2 separate regions of the Triticum aestivum genome follow, and region 2 is linked to region 1. The links are chromatin contacts, called in public Hi-C maps. All regions are on one chromosome and are shown on one strand. Each heading gives the region's core, a stretch centred on a gene start, on an enhancer-like site or on the middle of the called end of the contact. The rest is flanking DNA. Distances are from core to core; before and after follow the strand shown.

What was found. A called contact is a pair of places that touch in the nucleus more often than the background predicts.
Region 2: a contact with region 1 is called in a Hi-C map of leaf, with 4 times the contacts expected there. The contact joins the promoter of LOC123078708 here to the promoter of LOC123078705 in region 1. A contact is called at or near these places in 2 of 5 Hi-C or Micro-C datasets (leaf and root).

The regions. Positions count from the first base shown.
Region 1 is chr3D:331,509,631-331,513,690 of IWGSC CS RefSeq v2.1, reverse strand. It overlaps LOC123078705 (pathogenesis-related genes transcriptional activator PTI6), which reads left to right and starts at 2,101. Exons shown (of 1, transcript XM_044501296.1): 1 at 2,101-3,876. The coding sequence starts at 2,717. The coding sequence ends at 3,598.
Region 2 is chr3D:331,720,046-331,724,117 of IWGSC CS RefSeq v2.1, reverse strand. LOC123078708 (ubiquitin-conjugating enzyme E2 5A) reads left to right here and starts at 1,583. Exons shown (of 5, transcript XM_044501299.1): 1 at 1,583-1,890; 2 at 1,991-2,079. The coding sequence starts at 2,010. LOC123078706 (vacuolar protein sorting-associated protein 25) reads left to right here. Exons shown (of 7, transcript XM_044501298.1): 7 at 135-490. The coding sequence ends at 256.

The DNA of each region.
Region 1 (4,060 bases), core at 852-3,351:
TGTCCTATCCACGCTAAAACCATGGAATTGCTGCTATAACACACACATGGATCGGCCCATGAGCTCTCACTCGCTTAGTCAGAGGGTGGGTGTCGCAACTGCAACTGTCACAACACTCACGCAATTGATGCAATCAAATTGGTTTTGCTCAAACATTCAGATTGTTACATGGCTCGCTAGTACCAAGCACCAATATAACCCTAGTTATATTCGCAATGATTTTTGTCCAAATACTTGGTGCACTTTTTTATATGTGACATTTAAAAAAATACATGGTGAACATGTTTCATGCGATAAACATTCTTACATACATACATATTTTTTTTTATTTTTCACAGATTTTTTTTCTTTTCGAGCTGTTTAACATTTTCTTTTTTAGGCAATTCATTTGAAATTTTTTAATAATGTTGGCATAAAACAAGGCAGGGCCCAGGCAAAGGCTCCTCCGAGCTATTGTTTTCGAGCAAGAAAACTAAAAACAACAACAGAAAAACGCTCCCTAAATAAGGGTAAGGGCCCAGCTGCTTCATGCTTCTATTCATCAACAACAAACAACGGACAACTTTCGTTATTGTACACTGGCCCATAAAAACACAACAAACAACGAACGGCCCAGGAAGAAGTAGCGACAATATAGAACGACCACACCTTTTATACACAGATGGATGACGTCATGTGAATGAGACCAATTTATATTTTATTTAGATGAGTTCTAGGCACTCCCTTATATGATCGCCATTCGATGGCAAAAGATATTTAGACCGTCATGTTTAGACATTTTAGGGACAATTTTGTGTTGCGCCTTGAGGCTGTCCTTGGTTGGAGTTGATAAATGGCTCTCCGTCCTCCGGGTCAGAGGCTCCCTGACGCCGGTGCTCCGCCCGACGAATTGACCGGAGTTTCCTTTCCGTCCAGGACCGACCGGCATCACGTGCCGCCCCACCTCCCGCCTCCCGCAATCCGATGCCTGCACTCGCGCCACAACGGCCCCACCAAGCCTCGGCCCGCCATTGGCTCCGCCCTTCCCTGCGGCAGTGGCCCCGTGCCATCCTCCATCCCCTCTGCGTCCCGCGTGAGTGCGAGCGACCGGCACTGCCCGGCGGCCCCCGCCGCTCAGGGACCACGCGGGCGCGGGGTCGGCCTCCGTACGGCGGCCAAAAAAATATGACGACGGGGACGCACGCGACCGTGTTCCGTCTCTCGCTCGCACTGGAGCCGGAGCTCGGAAGGAATAGGGTGACTGGGGCACGCACTCCCAGCGCGCGGCTCATCGGTGCGGGCTTGACTGGGTGAACCAGAACCACCGCCAGTGGCGTGGCAGTGAGTAGAGTGTGGATGAGGAATCGGCCGTCCACACCGCCACTACGCCGGAGGAACCGGGAAGCGTCGACCAATGCGAGCAGTGGTGGGAGCACGTCATGCCTTCATGGCCTCGCTCCTCCGACATTCAGCCAGGAAACACATGCAGCTACATGATGAACCCTTCTCCAAAAAAAAAGGTACGTGATGAACGAAGGACTGTAGTGCTAGGCGAGTAAGCAAGTGCTAGGAAAACCCCATCTTCCTGAAAGAACACAGCCTCCATTGAAGAGAAGGACACGATGGCGCAAGCTGCGGTCGCGGCGTCACAGTTGGAGCAGACCAGCGCGCACTGGCACTGGCACAGCCTACGAGTTAAGTTGCCCAGGCCAGGCCGCCCATGCCCGTCACGCATCGCACCCCGGTAGTTCTTCTCCCCTTGCGCTGCGGCACTGCACACATCCAGCCAGCCGGCGACCACGGCACCAGTTACCCACAGTGCCAAACACGGCAGCAGTTTTGCAGGCGCCGCGCACAGTTTACAGCTACGAGTAAAATGGACGGAGGCGTCCTCGTCCTCGGGGTTCGGTAATTAAACTAGTGGCGCGGGATTTGAAATGGAACCTGCCCCGTAAACCAATGCCAGCCAGTAAATGCGGCTGGAGGAGAGGTTAAACCCGCAGGCTTTAATTACGGCCGGCGAGGCGAGGCGGAGTTAAAAACGCTTTCACGGCGGAATCGGGCGTGGGCTCCCGCAGGGCCTGTCGGGCCGGGGGATCCTATAAGACGGCGCTAACGAACCTCAGCCAGTCCACTCTCCCAAAAACCTCCCCAAACCCCCAAATCTCCCATCCCATCCCATCACCGCTTCCCAGCTCAGCTCAGCTATCTCCGAGGCTCTGCTCATTCTCTTCTCTTCTCCACTCCCGTCCTTGTTCCTCGCGCTTTCGTTTCGTTGCTGCGCTCCACGCTCCTCTGTTCCTCTCGTCGAGTTAAAATTTTACGGAGTTCGAAAACCGTTATTATCCCGGCGCCTCGCGGCAGGCAGAGGGCTTTACTGCGCTGTTACATTTCTGCTCGCCTTTTTTCTAAATAAAAAGAAGGTAAAGAGGAGGAGGAGGCCGTCTTTATTGCCTTCCCCTGCGCCTGCTTCTGCTCGCATCCTCACTCCGTCCTCCTCACTATTGCCGTTCCTTTGGTCTTATTCCCCTGCTGATCCGCGCGCGGAGCAGGAGCGAGCGATCCACCCGCTCAATCGATCGTCAGCTTGCTCGGTTAAGGCTGCAGCTTCCTTTCCTGCTGGGGCCAGGGGGCTCCTTCTGAGCTTTCTACCTGTGTCTTCAAAGGGTTTTTGGGCGAGAGAGACATCGGTATCCTCCTTTGTGTGGTTTCCGCGTTTCCGGTGGTGGCGCGTGCCATGTCGCGGTCGCGTACAGTGCGAATCTACTGGGACGATCCCGACGTGACGGACTCGTCCAGTGAGGACGACGAGGGCTGCGCCGCTCGGAGGGTGGGAAGGATGGTGCGGGAGCTTCCGCCGGCCCCGGCGCCGCTTGTGCAGGCTGCTGCTGCTTCGCCGGAGCAGTGCAGCGCGGGAGACGACGACCTGCCGAGGCGTGTTGGTGGATGTACCGGTGCGCGGAAGAGGCTGGCCAAGGGCGGCGGCTCCGCTGCGCAGAGCACCAAGTTCCGCGGCGTCAGGCGGCGGCCGTGGGGCAAGTACGCGGCGGAGATCCGCGACCCGTGGCGCGGCGTGCGCCTCTGGCTCGGCACCTTCGACACCGCCGAGGAGGCCGCGCGCGTGTACGACAACGCGGCCATTCAGCTCCGCGGCGCCACCGCCACGACCAACTTCTCCACGTCCACCAACTCGGAGGGCGGCCAGGAGGACCTGACGGCGGCCGGGTACGAGTCCGGCGCGGAGTCCTCGCAGGCGGTGTCGTCCCCGACGTCCGTGCTCCGCAAGGTGCCGTCGATGTCGTCCTTGGCGGAGGACAGGGGCGACTCGGAGGCCTGCCAAGGCGACGCCGCCGCTGCTGGCAGCAGCCTCAGCGTTCCGGAGGAGTTGGGCGAGTTCGTGCCGTTCGAGGACGCACCGGTCTACTCCAGCAGCAGCTTCTGGGACTTCGAGCCGCAGTCGGGGTTCCTCTACGCCGAGCCGTCCTCAGCCGAGGAGGCTTCGTGGGACGCGTCCGCCGGCGGCGAGGCCGAGCCGTGGGCCGCGCCGGTGCAGGAGAACGACTACTTCCAGGATTTGCGCGACCTGTTCCCGCTCAACCAGCTTCCCGCGATTTTCTAGACGGGGGCGACGGAGCTTGCTTCCCTATCTTTTTTCGTGTATGTCGAGAGTATTTTGTCGTGTACGTGTGGTGTGTCCCCGTGTATTTGTAACATGTCCGTGTGCGTTGCTGCTTTTCTGTGTTGAGTCGACGAGAAGAGAAATATATGATCCGGGTAAAGTTTCCAAGTGCTACCACTGCTGTGCTGGGTACTATACTACGTCAAAGTTTTGTGTAGTACTGTCTACTCCGATATGATGCAGGGCGTACGTACGTATTGGTGTTGTTCAATGTTCACTCTCCACTCCACTCCACTCCACAGTCCACAGCTACTAGCATGGTGCATGCGTGCTTTGGTTGGCACGGCTCCGCGGCGTGGTCCAAACGCTCCCTGCTCCAAATGGGGAGGCCATGATTTAGTTGCGCAGAAAGCTTGCGGGTTTTGGTGGTCGGTCGGGGCCATGATTTTGTTGGGAAATCAT
Region 2 (4,072 bases), core at 334-2,833, 210 kb before region 1:
TTACTAATGCACAGCCCATAATTCGCAAAAAAGAAAAGAAAAGTAATACATAGGCCATGCCCCTTGCTCATAATAAAAGTTGTCTTAGTATTGTGCCCAGTTTGAATCATTCTCTCCTGTGGCGCCTGTTGCAGAACTTGCGGGAATTGATCGTGGTGTCCTCATGCGAGCTTTGAGGCTGCTGGAACAGAAGGGAAAGGCAGTTATCTTTAAGGGCAGTTCAGCAGATGATGAAGGCGTCAAATTTTCTGTTTAAACTTTGTGTACTAGCCCCCAACTAACAGATGAATAATCTCGATCGGTTTCCTTGAACATGATACATCCCTTCTTACCCGTACACTGATCACATCCTTCTGGCGTGTTTATCGGCATCATTCAAACCTTGGTATTTATTTGCTCTATTCACATTTCCTGGACTGTTGTAATTAGCCTTCTATTCATCTTCAGCATATATACCTATAAAACTGCCTGTTGTGTGTCTCATAAGGCTCAACTAGTGTCTCATCATATATTCAGAACCAATCGTTGATTGATATATGGCTTGTTAGAATGGAAGGAATTTGAACAAATAAAATAAAATAAAGTAGGGTAAGCTTATCAAGATAGCACGCTTCATCTGGAAGAAAGGAATGTATTCTAGAAACTAATGTCAGTTTCTTGCATATTGCAGTTCAATTACCGCAGATCCTTGTGACGCATGCTAAATACTCCCTCCGTTCCTAAATATAAGTTTTTGTAGAGATTTCACTATGAACTACTTCCTCCATTCCTAAATATAAGTCTTTTTAGACATTTTAAATGGACTACAACACGGATGTATGTAGGCATATTTTAAAGTATAGATTCATCCATTTTGCTCCGTATGTAGTCACTTATTGGAATCTCTAAAAAAACTTATATTTAGGAACGGAGGGAGTACATACTGTTGTATATAGATGCATTTTAGAGTGTAGATTCACTTATTTTGCTACGTATGTACTACCTCCGTCCAAAAATACTTGTCATCAAAATGGAAAGGGATGTATCTAGAACTAAAATACATTAGATACATCCCTTTTTATTCATTTCGTTGACAAGTATTTCTGGACGGAGAGAGTAATTCATAGTGAAATCTACAAAGACTTAAATTTAGGAATGGAGGGAGTACCTGTTTTGGACCGTTTCTCCTCTCTCATCTTACACTATGGAATAACGAGGGGAGGGTTTTTTTTTTCTTGTGTTGGCATCACTATCGGTTGTCAGGCAATCAGCCACCCAAACAAAAAGCCGGGTTCCACTCATGTCCACTTGGGCTGCATGAATTGGATTCTCTCGCCCCGTCACTGACATGCAGGCCACGAGGAATCAATCCGTCGGCAGGGCCTCCCACCAGAATCTGCAGATTCTTTATTTTTCAATTCACGGTTATTATATCAGGAGGAGACGCGGCTGCCTTTCCGTCAGTTTCACTCCACGTCAGTTCTCTCCATCCATTAATTTATTGGCGTTGATTGATAGAAGAAAAGAAGGGAGAATATAACTCTGTTCATCAGCAGCCACTAATACGAAAGGGAGTCAGTGCAAGTGCAGCGGATGGATGGGGCATTTGATCTGATGCCACCCGCCTTTGCCGTTCAGCCATGGCACCGCACCACTAAAAAGTAAGGAAGCAGGTCCCAACCGCATTGAAGGACGATTCGACGGAAACGAATAAATAAAACCAGCACGCAAACCTGCATCAAGACAGACAGCGAGCAAAGGAAGGGGAGGCCCATTTACATTTACATATATAGCCCTGCTGCTCCTGGCCCCTTTCCCCAGTTCCATCCCATTATTGGTTCTTGCGAGGAGGGGGCGGAGAAACGGAAGCAGGAGGCGGAGAGGAGATCAGCCAGCCCTTCAAGCACAGAGGTTTGTTCTTCCGTCTCAGTTCCTCTTGTGATGTGTACTAACCTGTTTATGGCAGCAGATTTGATGGTTTCTCTGCTCTGGTTCTTGGGGGGGAAAACAGGGCGGCGAGGGAGGGCGCGATGGCGTCCAAGAGGATACAGAAGGAGCTCAAGGATCTGCAGAAGGATCCCCCCACCTCATGCAGTGCAGGTCTTGCTCCTTTCTCGCTTTGCTTGCTTCTTTTGGCCTGGATTTTTGCGCTTCCTTCCAGGACATGCATGACCTTGTGTCAAGAGTCAGATTTTTGTGCATATGCTATGCTTCGGAATGACTTGCTGTGCACATGCTCGCGTCCTCCCACAGAACTGTACGTCTGGGGAAAAAAATGCTTTGCTTCGCAGATATTTGGAGCAACGCTGTATGCTCTGCTTGCCCAAAAAGGGGAAGGAGAGAAGGTGCGATGTATGTTTAGAGTTCTTGATGAAGACTACGCGTGGACTTGTACTTTCTTTTTCTTTTTTAGCGGGGAACATGAATCTGGACTTGGATCAATGGTAGTATGAACTGACATGTGGCCTGTTAAACCTGCGTCACAGCCGAATAAGGCTGCCTGCAATGAGATTGTTAGGTATGCGGTTGTGCAGTCTAACCAGCCGGGTTCAATTCTTAGAATTGACAGGTGATGCACAAGGGTTTCCCCCCATTTATTGAGGACCAAGCTTGATGTGTGGTCACTCATCAAGCTAAAATCTTGGTACTCACAAATAATATATTTGGGGACCATGCTTGATATGTGGTGAGACTACACTTCAAGATAAAAATCTTGGTACTCATACTAAAAACGGTGTGTGCATCCCTAGTTGGTGCAGGGAAGTGAAATTCTCTCCCCAAATTAAGGTTTCTGGAGGATCGGGCCAAAAAGCCCCCCCCCTCTCTCTCTCTCTCTCTCTCTCTCTCTCTCTCTCTCTCTCTCCTCTCGTCGCCCCCGTGTGGTGGCTGTCGGCGGCTGTTGTGTCGTGGCAACACAGTAGCCTGCAGCCGGTTTGGCGGCAGTGTTCTTGCTTGATGTGGCATCGTATGGCGCCGTGGGAGTTGTGCGATGGGGCCGCGGCCCAGCTTCTTCATTGGCGGTGGCCTCCGTTGTCAAGTGGATGATGCGGTGGTTGGGTCTTGCAGTGGTGACGGCCTCCATAAGGCTGACGGCGATATGGGACGCCCCCTCCACCAACAGATCGGGTTCGATGCGGCTCGGTGAGTGACATGTGTCTCTTTCGGAGGCGTCAGGGCATTGCCTGTCGCCGGCAGGTGAAGCCACCGGCGGGTGCTACGCACGATGTCTCATGCGGAGATGTCAAGTCATGCCTGTCAGCAGGTGCTGCATGGTGGCTCTGGTGGAGGTATCATGTTATGCATGTTGCTGTTGGATCGAAGGTGGTGCTTAGTGACTTAGTGACCGGAGGCGAGGCGGTATGGGACTTTTTGACTTCCGGTTTGTTCTCCTGCTGTACTTGGCTAGCTAGGTGTCGGTAGCCGAACAAGTGTTGATGGTAGAGTTGACCTCAATGACGAGCATGTGCACTCCGGTGGAAACACTAGATCTCCGATCAGGTTATGTCACGCGTGCCAGCGTCGTACCCATGCTGAAGGTGGTGGATCGAAGCTTGGCTTTAGGGATGAAAATCCTGAGATTGGCCTTGGGTTGGACTCGTCATCATCGGCGCATGTGCGGAGACTCCTTCTTGAAAGCTTAGCCTAGGAGTTGTGTATTTTCATTTCGTTTGTCTTTATCATAGGGTTACTGGCTGTTTGGTGGAGTTACCGCCACGAGGCATGCGGCCTCATGTATTTTTTCCGGGTCGATATTGTTTGGCTGCTGGATTTGAAGTAAATAAATAATATATGGCTGTGCCTCGCTCAATGCAGAGGCCGAGGGTTATCCTCCTTTTCGATAAAAATAAGCCTGCCATGGTAGCGATTTTGGCCCAGCCCAAAAACCACTGCCATGGCAGCCCTTTCTGCTGCGCAAGCGGGAGCTACGTGCACCGGGCTGCCCCTTTAGTTAACTCTTGCCGAGAGGACGCGGTCTGTGCAGTCCCGGTTGACTACGAGAGATGCCTAGCACTAGCTCAGGACGTGGAGAGCTACGGGTTATTTCCCTTTCTGATGAAAAAAGGGGGAAGAAAGAGCAGAAAAGCTGCAATAT